Linked DNA regions of Oryzias latipes: region 2 is linked to region 1. A link is a contact called in public Hi-C data. All regions are on one chromosome and are shown on one strand. The core of a region is the stretch at or near the end of the contact, and the rest is flanking DNA. Distances in the headings are between cores, read along the strand shown. Region 1 holds the start of LOC101156069 (radixin). Region 2 overlaps LOC101165288 (guanine nucleotide exchange factor DBS).

Region 1 (3,806 bases), core at 357-2,856:
TTTTTGGTGTTTTTTTCTGTTATAAATTAAAAACCGAAAACCTTAAATAGACTAATCTGATGTATTCAGATACAACAAACTAAATCAAAGTTGTCAAGACCGTAATCCGGTGTTTTAGTATCAGAAGCCATTGCTAAGGCATTCTGAGGGATTAAAACTATGCAGTGGATTAACAATAATGCACCGTAGACGATACAACTGACATTTAAACCACACATTTGTCTGTAATTCTACTAACATTCAACCATTTAGGTCAAAGAACAACAACTGAGATGACTGATTTGATATTTTCTAAAGACGCAAAGAGAAAACAAGCAGCAAAAACTCATTCAGAGACTCTTTACGATGACAAATAAGTATTACAGTAGGACTAAACTTCTTTTAAAAGCTTTCTACGAACACCAAATGGCCAAAATAAAAGCCTCCAGCCAAGAGTAAAGAGTGTTCTGACCAAAGGATTTCCATCTGTAATCTGAATTTTAAACTAAACTTACAGTTACAGGTTTTCACGTGGTTTCACTTCCTGACTGCACATCATAAACGAAGATCCTGACAGAACAATTCTAATCTTTAAATGCAATTTTTGTAAAATATAAACTTTAACTTTCGTCAGTTCTAACATTTAAATTCGTACACCAACATTTATCTCTTACAATGTATTTGGTTCACTGTTGGGAGAGAAAATAACAGTTTGAAAATACTTTTTATATATATTAATAATAATATATATTTAAAAAAAACAATAAAAACAACTTTTTTGGATAAAATAGTGGTAATTGAAATTTTTTTTTTACTACAAATATGATCAAAAGTTGGCATCTGAACCCCCAAACAAGTCTTTTTTTTAAAGTGTAGTATGATTTAGACGTCCATAAATATTTAAATGATGAATATATTTAAACATTTCCACATGTATGAGGTTGTTGGGGTGAATCTTGTCTATTTGAAGCTGGTAAGCAATTAGCTTCTCCCCGTTTGAACTCAGCAGCAGCAACTGTTGCTCTGAGCGGCTCAAATAAACCCCCACGTTTGTTAAAAAAAGAAGGAAATGCTTTTATAGTTAGCTAAAAACTCAAATAAAGGCGCTTTTAGTGTAAAACAGTGACTATTCGGCCGTAGAAAAGCTGACATTTTTAAGCTAGTAGTGGGTGTTGTCCGCGTGACGGGTTTGCCTGAAGTTTTAGCGCCTTTTAAAAGACTCACTGACTTTAAGTTAAATCCACACATTTATTTAACACCTTCCCAAAACAAATACCCGCAGAAAGTCAAATACAATAATTTTTAAATCAGCCCTGGGGCTACAGTTCACGGAGTCGAGCATCACTTCTCTCGAGGATATCCGCTATATAGCAAACTTGATGAGCAGCGGCTCATCTTTTTTAGGGAGAGGCAACTCACCGCGCGGACGGTCTCCGGCGTCAAGTTTGAGAGAAAAACTACGGAGAGATAAAACTAAACACCAGCAGAGAAGAAGCATAAAGCTACATCCAGCGCTTCGCCTGTCCAAACAAGTTCCCGCACACAGCAGAAAAACCGTTGAGATCTAAACACCCATAAGACGATTTGGGGTTTTCGCTGTGAAAAACAAACAAACCCCGAGCAATTACTGTCACTTCCGGTTCGAGTTTAGAAAATAAAAGCCCAGGAAAATACTTGGAATAGGATAGTTTACTAGTAAACTAAGTAAGCAACAACAAAAAGGGGACATAAAACGAATTTGATATAGAAGTATGACGGAGTATTTAGCCCACCATAAAAACAACTAAATAATTAAATATATGAGAAGCCATTTATGGGATTGGTGCATTGATGGATTTAGTCAGCACACAAAATGGATAGAGGCAAACACTATCAACTATATTTTCAAAATACTTGGTCTCATAAGTTTAGTCTCTTAAATTACTTTTTTTTCATACTTTTACAACTGTATTCACATATGTTAAATAATATTTTTTCTTTCATGGTGACCCTAATCCTACGTTGTACAAAATTGACATTCGATATAGTGCAAATATTAGCAATATGATGAATTTCGTTCTTTTTCTAATTATTGAGTAGTTTGTATTGCACATTAGATTTAAATAATATTGCATTTTTGATAAAAAATAATTGTTGGTAATATCTGTGTATGTTTAAGCAAAACTGAATTTGAAGACATTCATTAAAATACTGTTCTGTTTATGCAAACATTTCCTGGTCTGTCTATATCAGCAAACATCTAAAATATTTAAACACAGAACATTTTTAAGCACCTTAGTATAAACACGCCACGCTTGTCGTTTATTTTGAAGGAAAAACTTTCATTTCCGGCCACCTCATCCCTTCTCAGCCTTATGTTACGCGCTTGACTGTGAAGATGTGCAACATGGCTGTCAGCAGCCCGCGAGAGGATGCTAGACTTGCATGTGGGCACGCGAGGTGCTTTATGCCGCGAGGTTCATTGAATAAACAGGTTAAAACACACTGTAAGCTTTTCACAATAACAGCCAATATTTCAATAACGCCCAGCATCATCTGTCAATAAAACTATTTTTAATCTTATTTTGAAAGTTTTAGCGTGGAAAAAAGTTTTGTTTATAATCACTCACATCCGGTCTAAACTTCAGTTAAAAATTGGAAGCATATTTACATCTCTTGACACTTGTTGCATTCGACATGGAGCAGTATCTATGCGCCACCACTGGATGGCACTGTTGGCGCACAAATCAGGAATAGGAGCCATTGTCGCCCCCTAGAGGTCATATTTATTCATAACTCTCAAACCCCTAAAATTAAAGTTTTTTATTTATTTAAATTTGCTGTAAAAACTAATGGCCGAAAAATAATTAACTTTTTTTGTGTATCATCTTTTAAACTTCAACTATAATCTGGATTTAAACACAATATTGTTTTGTTTGTAAATTGCCAGTACAGTAAATGGACACAAAATATGGAAATGTATATTATGTTTACATAAGAGTAAACATTATTAGTATCAGGCTTCATAAATTCTGTTTGTGTTTCTCTTTATCTTTTCAGACTGTGCTGTTATAACCAAGTTGCCCTTTTATTTTATTTTTTTAAAATTAGTTCTAAAATGACATCCCGTCTGATACCTTCAAAAATGTCATCGAGTGTTAATAAAATGTTTTAAAAACATAAATGGACTTTTTTTGTTTTTATAAACTTGCATTTTTCATAAGCTGAACTGATTTATTTAAAATGTTTATCTTTGTTTTTATTTTTAACTAATATAGATGTGTATAAACTGAAATTCAATGGCAAGCCAAAAGCTGAATTAAATAAAATTATCCTTTTTTCTTTTTTTGCTTAGTGATGTGAAATGTTTTGTAGGATTTCTAAAGACGTATCCTATTAATTTATATTTTGACTTCATTGATATAAATAGGTCAAATATTGTATTTTTCATTACATTCTAAGACAAATAAAAAACACAGACTTTTATACAAAAATGAAGACTTTTGCATGTTTAGTTTACAAATACAAACTTTCCATAAGATGACGGTGTCCAGTAGGAGTGGCAGCAAAACAAGCAGCACTCTTTCAGGATCTTCTTAATTGGCTCACAGGAAGGTGAATTCTTGGCCTTTTGGAAAAACTTTCAGGTAAAGAAATACTTTTCATTTGTTAAACAAATTAAAACATTGATAAATAGCTATTAATACTCCAGTCAAATTCTAATTTATTATCCTGTTAAGGATTTTTCTATTTGTTAGCAATTAGCTAACTTGACTTAAAATTTGTAGCCAATTGTGCAATGTCACATTTTAGAGTAAATTTAATTAAGATAACAACCTTTTTTTAAC
Region 2 (3,806 bases), core at 450-2,949, 49 kb after region 1:
CAACCACGACAGCTGGATCTCCCACCGAACCGTACGTATGTCCACTTATCTGGACTTCTTGCTCACCGGCCTTTCTGAATCTGCGAATGTCTCCCTACAGGCCATTGAGGCTTTTGCCCTCATGGTAAAGACGATAGCCCAGACCCTGCAAGCCTTCGGGACCGAGCTGGCCGAGACGGAGCTGCCCAACGATGCCGAAGCCACCACCAACCTGCTGCAGGCGCACACTTGCAAAAAAGAGCAGATGAAGGTGAGCGATGCCTCCCGCCAGAGTTCCCGTACGAACGCTTACAGGGTGCGTAAAAAACGTTTGATTCCACTTCCAGGAGGACCTGCAGGTGGCGCTCTCTCAAGGAAGGCGTCTACTGGACATCATCAACGAGCCTCTTCTGGTGGATCCCGAATACAATATGACGCATGATGAAATGGAGAATCTCGCCACGGTCCAAAGGTTAGATGGAAAAATTGTAACGATGATGGAGGCAAGCCGCTAACTCCACTTTGGTCGTAGACTCATCGGCCAGCTGGACGAGACCGAGACGGCGTTTGAGGATTTCTGGGAGCGCCACCGAACCAAACTGGAGCAGTGTTTGCAGCTCCGGCACTTTGAGCACCACTTTCGTGAGGTGAGTCCTGCCCAGGCGGAAGCAACCGTCTGCTCACGTGCACGCACTCCAACGGCTTATTCTGCTCTCCACAGATCCGGGCTCAGCTCGACGTGACGTCCGAGCGGTTGTCGGGGTTCTCCGAGGTCAGCGTAAGCCCCGCCCACGCCGAGCACGTCCTCCAGGAACTCAGCAACCACGAGGACAAAGCCTTTGTAAGGAGAAACCGGGTCCTTTATGGAACCACCTCAGCTCCGTCACATCTTCCATTCCCAAAAAAACGAGGACGAGGGGAACACTAACAGATAACAAAAAATGTTTCAGGCAGCACTTTGTACATGAAAACTCTGCATCCAGGTGATCTAATTTTAGCACCAAAACAACAAAACCCCATCATGACACTACCGCCACAGGCTGCATGGTACTGAACATTATGGTTACAGAGTTTCATCTGTAAGAATTTGAAGCATTTAAAGCAGATCATATGACTTTTCAAGTTCTTAAACACCTTTTTGCTGGAGTTTGGATTAAAATCTCAGATTTACCTGATTACTCCATTCAGTACAGTCACTGTTTTGGATTACACCTGAAGATCAGTCATTTCTGTGGACTCTCCACACTTCAGGAGAAAGTGACGGACATCTTGAAGTAATTGTGGTCAACATAGACGTGTGCTTCCTGATATCAGTGTTCTTCAACAGGCGTTGCTGGATGTTGCCCTGTCCCTGGCCGGCGAAGGAGACGGACTGATCGAAAACTCCCACTACGCCGAGGACTCCATCAGGCCGAAGTGCAGGGAGCTGAGAGACGTGTGTGAGGAGATTAGCTCCACTCTGAGGCACAAGAAGAGCCTCCTGCTTAGAGCTCTGGAGCTCCACCACGCTCTGGAGAAGGTAGGAATCTGGTCCAGCCGACTTTTCTCGTCGTCTCCTGAAAGATTGACGAGTTTCTTTGTTTTTTGCCGGAAGGCATCGGGGTGGTGTGAAGAGGGCATCTTCCTGCTGGCCAGCCAGCCGGTGGATCGCTGCCAGTCCCAGGATGGAGCGGAGGCAGCTCTGCAAGAGCTGGAGCGATACCTAGACACGGCAGCCTTGCACACTCTGACGGACCGCAGCGCCATCTGCTGTCAGTACGAGACAGTGCTCAACACTCAGCTCAGGGTCCGAAAGACTATTTTAATCCACATTAGTTGGAAGCTTTCAAAAGCTTTATTTAACGTGTGCTTTCTTTTTTTTCATCAGGACCAGATTGAACGAGTTTTCCAGAAACAGATCTCCGTCCAGGAGATGTTTGAAAAGAGACGCGTCAGTCTGAAGAAACTTGCTGCCAAACAAACTAGACCAGTTCAGCCAGTAGCTCCAAGACCAGAAGTCAAGTCTCCACTTTCTTCTCCCAGTGAGTCCTGATACGCATTATTCATTTTTTTTAAGTACATACATCCACGGTCATCAAACACTTTTCATTTCCAGGTCAAGAGAGAAAAGAGAGAAGATACTCTGCAGATAGTACCCTCTGTAAAAAGGTAGACATGACTTTCCTTGAGTGTTTCTAAAGCCTTAGTCACCTGTACGGGTGCCGTAGGTTATCGGGTTGTCCGGGTCGGTGGAGGGTCGTGGAGAGGAGCGGACGCATAGCGGTCGTGTTCTTAAATACGCCCACGGTGTTCACACTGGTCGAGCAGGGGAGGGGCTTCCTCTTCTTTTTCTTGCTTTGCTACCGTTTACCAGTGCACGTCCGTCACCTACAGTTGGAAGAGGCTTGGCGTCCGATGTCAAAGCGCCGCAAATCTGGTCAATCTTTCTCCGGGCTTTTTATTTCACATCTCTATTCCAATGTGTGAAAGACTTGGGTTGAATCCGAATTCTTCTCCTACCCCTCCAGTCCCTTCCTATTGCTTCAATCGTACAGGCATTTGGAGCTGTAGTGGTGTCCAAAAGTTTTTTTTTTTTTTTAAGGAAACACCGTAGTGAAACGTCGGGTATCACTCCGCCAGTTAGGGTGATCTGAGGAGAAATGCATTTCTTTGCGTGGGTGTGCTCTGAAGCAGAGTTTACATTTAAATGAGCGTCTTTACTTTTTTAAAGTTATAAACCGAGGTTGTAATGTATTTTCTGAGCGCTGGCAGCTACGTGCTAACGTAACTCACCGCCGGCTATTGATGATGTCATCGAGCGGTGGTAAAGTCCGAATTTGAGGACAACGGTTGTGTCTGAATGAAATAATGCACCATAACGTGCGTTCCCCAATTTGTAGTGCTGTCCGAATCTACAATGTGTGCCCTAGAAATTTCCCAGAAGTCAGTGGGCATCCAAGCTCACCGGATTGGCCAATAAAGACCACAATGCATTGTGTCTTAACAATTTTTGCCCAAAAAATGTATTTAAATGTATATTTTTTTATAAACCATCAAAGTTTTTATCGTCAGAACACAGTGGATTAATAAATAATCATCGCAAAATGCTCATATCAAATAGATTTTAACTTTGTGAAATCGATGACGTCATATTCGTCATCACCCGGGGTGCCGGCGTCCTGGGCCCGGCGGTACTCTCTCCGCGCGGTGGGGGGGTTCACATTACATCTGAGCCCGGGGTGTCTGGTCCCTGGGGGGTGGGTTCTGGTCCTTGCTCCTGAGTACTGGGCCCCGCCAAATTTCCAACTGTGGCCGAGCCTGGTCGGGCCATATTTACAACACCCCTTGTGGGCCCTCTTTTTTCCCCGGGGTTCCCCCCTCCTGGGCGGGGGCGGCGGGCCCCTGCCTCGCTCCTCCCTGGACCAACCGTGGGCCGGGCGGATGGCTGCCTGGAGTGCGGAGCGGGTCTCCCTTGGGGGGTCCTGGCTCGTACCTGGGGTTGGGGCGGGGGGATGCCCGGAACTCCTGGGTGGTGGTGGGGTGCTCGTTTGGGGCTGTGGGCGTCCTTCTCCGGTGGGGCCCTGCGTTGGGTTCTCCCGGCGTGCCGGGGGGGCTGCTCTCCTGGTTGGGCTGGGTCGGCGCTCTCTTTCCCTCCGTGCCTCCCTGGCCTCTGGCTCTGGGGGCCTTGCGGCGGCCCTGCTGGCCCTGGCCTGGGTGGCGGGCTTGGTCGCCCGGGCGGCGGTTGTTCCCTGCCGGTTCCCGTGTGGCGTTGGGGGGATTCCGGCTGCCGCTGCTGCTGCGGTGGGGGTCTTGGGGTGGGGATGGCTGGGCACTCTCCCTCCTTCTTT

Evidence for each region. A called contact is a pair of places that touch in the nucleus more often than the background predicts.
Region 2: a contact with region 1 is called in a Hi-C map of embryo, with 2.0 times the contacts expected there. The contact joins the enhancer-like site here to the promoter of LOC101156069 in region 1. A contact is called at or near these places in 2 of 5 Hi-C or Micro-C datasets (both in embryo).

What each region holds. Positions count from the first base shown.
Region 1 is chr2:22,626,414-22,630,219 of ASM223467v1, forward strand. LOC101156069 (radixin) reads right to left here and starts at 1,607. Exons shown (of 15, transcript XM_004066609.4): 1 at 1,399-1,607.
Region 2 is chr2:22,675,277-22,679,082 of ASM223467v1, forward strand. It overlaps LOC101165288 (guanine nucleotide exchange factor DBS), which reads left to right. Exons shown (of 33, transcript XM_023966166.1): 7 at 1-31; 8 at 101-250; 9 at 327-451; 10 at 512-626; 11 at 701-820; 12 at 1,307-1,498; 13 at 1,574-1,765; 14 at 1,847-2,000; 15 at 2,075-2,127. Among protein-coding and RNA genes, the nearest start is that of LOC111949299, 5.2 kb to the left of the region's middle. Within about 2 kb of position 1,700, at least 1 of the 8 cell types and tissues checked has an H3K27ac peak or open chromatin away from gene starts, as enhancers often do. A contact at or near this core is called in embryo, where this site is marked.